Linked DNA regions of Gossypium hirsutum: region 2 is linked to region 1. The links are chromatin contacts, called in public Hi-C maps. All regions are on one chromosome and are shown on one strand. Each heading gives the region's core, a stretch centred on a gene start, on an enhancer-like site or on the middle of the called end of the contact. The rest is flanking DNA. Distances are from core to core; before and after follow the strand shown. Region 1 has its middle 3.1 kb from the start of LOC121215279. Region 2 has its middle 6.1 kb from the start of LOC107909359.

The links. Hi-C and Micro-C count contacts between places; a contact is called where the count stands out from the background.
Region 2: a contact with region 1 is called in a Hi-C map of leaf, with 2.9 times the contacts expected there. The contact joins two enhancer-like sites. A contact is called at or near these places in 10 of 34 Hi-C or Micro-C datasets (anther, callus, cotyledon and 3 more).

What each region holds. Positions count from the first base shown.
Region 1 is chrD03:1,432,138-1,434,837 of Gossypium_hirsutum_v2.1, reverse strand. No RefSeq gene overlaps it. Among protein-coding and RNA genes, the nearest start is that of LOC121215279, 3.1 kb to the right of the region's middle. Within about 2 kb of position 1,422, at least 1 of the 9 cell types and tissues checked has an H3K27ac peak or open chromatin away from gene starts, as enhancers often do. A contact at or near this core is called in leaf, where this site is marked.
Region 2 is chrD03:1,492,178-1,494,877 of Gossypium_hirsutum_v2.1, reverse strand. No RefSeq gene overlaps it. Among protein-coding and RNA genes, the nearest start is that of LOC107909359, 6.1 kb to the left of the region's middle. Within about 2 kb of position 1,272, at least 3 of the 9 cell types and tissues checked have an H3K27ac peak or open chromatin away from gene starts, as enhancers often do. A contact at or near this core is called in leaf, where this site is marked.

The DNA of each region.
Region 1 (2,700 bases), core at 173-2,672:
AAATGATGATTTAACGTATCACATTAACTTACCATTACACCGTTAACGACAATTAACGGCTCAGTAACTAAAATATTACAACATAATAACATAAATAACTAAGACGTAATATTTCACACAAAAATAATTAAAATATAACTTACAAACAGAAATTACTATTTTAATAGTATACCCTTTAAAAAAGGTGTTGTCTATTTCGAAGGCGCCAATCTTGTCACACTATATTGATTGTTTATGTCGTGAATTTTTTTGGTATACTTTGGCCACACCATAATATATAATGTTAGAATATCTTTTATATCATCTTTTTATACTAAAATTTATCTATTACTTTGATTGAAAAAAAATGGGTATTATTCACACATGTATGTGGGCTAAGTTTTAGCTTAAAAAAAAACCTTGTTTTTACGCTGTCTTAATCATACATACCGACATAAAACTTGGGTATCTATATTCTTTTTTCAATAGTTAATATCACATCAATATTTTCATCCTGAATTTTAGTATTTCCACATTGAAAAAAAAATTAAGTCTAAATGAAAATCTTAAAATTCAAGATAAAATTACTAATGTGGCATTAAACTATTGGAAAAGGATAATATCATTGTTTCATATAACCCTTTCTCATATATTGCACTTTAATAATGAGAAAAAAAATTGGAGGACTTATAAATAAATATCTCTACTTAATAAAAGGCTTATTAATGAAATGAAAAATTTTGATTCATTGACTGTACATTAAGATTTATGTATCAATGGTATGTTAGATGTGTCAAGGGTGAAATTAGAAAAGAAAATAATAGAGACAAGAATCAAATTATAAAACTTTAAGGAGTCAAAATATAATTTTACCATTACATTAATTTACAATTTTACAATTCTTAGTAACAACTTAACCCAATTTATCATTTTGGGGGTAACCCCCTTCCCTTCTTCAATGCTGTCATATGTGAATATATATTAAATAGAAAAATAAGAGTATGAAACTGCACTCTTTGAAAAGGACTAAGATTAGAGAAGAACAAAAGCAATTAATATGAGACTTAATTATGGCCCCAAATTTTGGTACTACAAGCTAGAATATATGTTTGTACAGAACTTGAGATATCATATAGAAAGGCAACCAAGGTATCATTTTTTTTTAAACTTTTTTTTTACCATGGGATCATTAATCAAGAATATATAATTGAAATAAATAATAAAAATTATTTAAATGAAAATGTTTAAATAAAAAAAAATATTTGTGATGAGTCCTTTGGATTTTGAATACCTTTAGGGAGCATTGGCCCCATATAAGAAAACAACCCAAAATGGGAGCTCTCTTGATAATATATATGAAGAATGTATACCTCTAAGGGTGGTGGTCCTAAATTGGCATAAGGCCGGCAAAGGGTGGCCGCAGCCACATGGGAGCGGTGGTCCACACCGATATCAATGGTGTTCGAAACGTGACATGTATCATAAAATGCGAGGTGACAGGCTGTTTGCCAAAGAGACATGGGGATAGTGATTTTTCCTCCTTCATTATGAAATGAGAAAACGAGGGTGAAGTTAAATAAATCATAGTATACATAAAAAGGGTTAATTTCACCAAACCTCCACCACCTGTTATTCAGATTTTAAATTGATCACTAAACTTTAAAGCATTCTAATCGAGTTATCAAAATATCAGTAATATAACAATTAAGTCCCTCCGTTAGCAAACCTCCACCACCTGTTGTTCAGATTTTAAATTGATCACTAAACTTTAAAGCATTCTAATCGAGTTATCAAAATATCTATAATATATCAATCAAGTTTCTCTGTTAGCCTAACTATCAATATGAATCTTACTGGAGTATATTTCGAATATGTGAGCCAAATTGAATATATATACATACTGCATAAGCAACTTTGATCTGGCATTGTATTTCTTTTTTTTCTTTGACATGTCAAATCTAAGTTGTTCACAAATGTTTACAATTTGATCTATATATCTTAAATACATTCTAAATTATATTTGAGTTGATATTTACCATCTAAGCCAACCATATATGGCTTTAAAGTAAAGTTGAGATAGTTATAATCATAAGGGTTGATATACTATTTGATACTTAAATTTAATTTTAATGTTTAATTTAGTCCTTAAATTGAATTACATCATATGATCGCTTGACACATAAAGATGATGTAAGAAGGGGTGGAGTGATTTGCAGCCTTTGAAGGTGGGAACCTAAAGTTTTTAGTCTAAGGCTAAAGACTAGAATAGCTCTTTTTGTGCTTTTTGGATGGACTTATTGTATGTGTTGGATTTGATGCACACACAACTTCCATAATAGCTACACTCTTAACAGTCAATTTCTCATATATTTTCATTTTATTTTTGGATTGGTGAGGAAATGGAGAACTAAAGATTGGCTTTGTGCTTTGGTTTGAGATATTGAAAATAACTTTTTTGTATTTCATATTCCACATTTGCCAACACTTGTAAATTTAATCAAAACACATAATTTTTTCAAGGAAAAAATAGGATTAAGATGTTGGATTTGTGTTTGATGACATGTAGAGATAATTAAATTAAATAATTGAGCTAACCCATTTTTGGGTAGATATGATGTTTACACTTTTTTGAAAGCTTAATTTAACTAATCAGGGACCTCCTATTCATTGGTATAGAAATTGAGCATTCTTATGAAGGTAAAGAATTATGGGTTAATTAAT
Region 2 (2,700 bases), core at 23-2,522, 60 kb before region 1:
AATGATTATCAATTCAGGGATTAACTTGGATAAAAAAAAATTAAGCTTTAATGTGAGTTTACTGCCAAATTCAGGTTCTAAATAGCGATTTAACCTTTAGAATTTTTTTTTTTTCATTTTCTTGGTTGCCAATCATTTTACTAAAGCTAGAAGTCCAGTCCAGCATAAGTTGTGCATGCAACAATATAGAAACAATTGTCTAATTCAAACTCAATATGAAAATAATTACTAAATTTAGGGATTAATTTGTATAAAAAAAATTCAAACCCATAAATATTATTGTTAAGTTGAAACTTAAAATGATAATTTAATTCTCAAACTTTCTGTCATTTTCTTGGTTGCCAATCATTTTACTGAAGCTAGCAAGTCTAGCATAAGCCATGCATGCAATTAATACACCTGTTTCTTTTAATAGGCTAATCTTTGAATCTACTCATTCGTCATGTGATTCTTACTCTTATTTTTTTAATATTATATTTTATACATATTCGAATACAATATTTAAAATATATAAAAAAATAAAAAATAAATATATACTCACACTTAATCGATTGAGTTTTATATTGATTGATATGAGTATTGTTATCAATATGACTTGAGTTTAAGTATACTGAAAGACATTATTCTCCTATTTATAAATAGACGGAACAAAATACAACTCTTAATATAACGGTATACATATACACTTAATAACATGAACATGAATATGGAAAATTACAATTTAATAAGTTCTGAAAAGAAAAAAAGTAAATTTCCTTTTTAGAAAAGAAAAAACAAGTCTTTCAACTCTTTCCATTTAAAGATTATATATTGTACTTCAAGCCTACTTTCTTTCATATTTACTACTTACACTTATTGAAATAGTAAAATTGTGTCAATGTTTGGTAAAGTATGATTGCATCTTATTATATTTTCTATTTTCTTTTTAAAAAATTGATAAATTAATTTTCATAGGTTAAATCATTAAGTAAATTGATTTTTTTTGTTTAAAGATTCATCCATTATTATTATTAAAAATTGATGTAATAATCAGATAATTATACATGAATCAATTTTTAATGATGAAATGGATGAAATTTTAAAAGAATGATAATTTTGCTCATTGATGTAAAGTATGGGATAAATTTATTATTTTTTAATAAAAATGATAAAATACATACAGATTTTTCTAATCTCTTAACTATACATATAGCTGGCAAGCAAAGGGTAGGGCACCACTCACACGGGCTGGATGGAGTCTAGCAAAAGTACTACTGTTGCAGCCTAAGCCTATACAAAGTTATGACCCCAATTTCAAAAACTCTGTCAAAAATGTGCCCCAAGCCCAAAAAACAATGGGGGGTCATGGACACAGGTCCTTGGTTTAGCATCGAATGGCTAGCATTTCTGCAATTTGCATTGACTGTTTTGTACTAAATGTTTAATGCACCCCTTTTGTGGAGGGACCTTTTTTATTTATGGTTTTTTTCTAAATCATAAATGAAATTAAACGCATTGGCACAAAGTTTAATGACAAAAAGCATTGCATTCTCAAGTGGAGATCTTAATTTTGGAGACGATGTTGTTGGGAGGAATAATCGCAAACCTCGACAAAAAAAAAGCATGAAGTTAGATTGAATTTTGTGTTCTCTACTCAAAATATAAGGAAATTAGTTCTTATATATTAGATTAAAAAATAAACTGGTCTTATTAAAAATCTATCCATTTTAATTACTAAAAATTGGTCCATGTATATCAGAATGAGGCATACATGGCACGTTACCTGTAATTGTTTGATTATTTTATCAGCCACGTTAGTTTTTAACAGTAAAAATGAATAAAATTTTTAACAAGAAATATTAATGACTAATTTATTTATTTTTTAACAAGGGGGCAGAATATAAATTGACTGAAACGGGATATATACACAAACCCTAATCAAGAGAAATAGCATTGTATGGCAACCCATTGGATTGTCTGGTAAAAGGTTTGAGGCTTTATCAAAAATCCCACAAGTCATAAGGTGGCATTCAAAGAGTCTTCTGACCACCTATCAGACATTGAATGTAAGGTAAAAACCAAAACAAAATGATAAGCAGTCATTTAAGAATTATGATAGATTCTATTAGTATTTTCACTTTCAATCACATTGGTCCCATTTTGCGTGAAGGGTCGATTTTAAACACTTTCTTTCATGTACAAAGCCTCAGCTAGATGCCCTTACATCAACAAAGAAAACATAGTCAATGACTCACTTTTGTGTGTTTTGTTTTCTGGTTTTGCTTCAAAAACATTAAATAAATCAAAACAAATATTGACTAAAAAAACTCCATAATAAAAGCATCCAAAAATATTAAAAAGAACATAAGCTGAAAGTGACACTACTTTGCTACACTTTTGTCTTGTTTGTGTGACAGTAATAGCGTTTTTTGAATCTCTGCAGCTTTTAAATAATAATTTAGCAGCTGAAATATCATATCAAAAACTCCATTTTTTATTCATTATTTCAAATAAAATGGAAGTGATGGTTGCAGCAGAAAGCCATTGATAAAAGGTCTGTTTTTTTTACTCAAAGGAAAAGCAACATATTAGGTAAAGTGTACTTGTTGCTTTGCATTAGATTTCAAGTAACTTAAGAACCCAACCTTTGTTTTCTTTTTCTTTCATATAGTTAGTGTTGATGCAACACTTAATTCAAATCCAAATATGTGTTGGATAGAT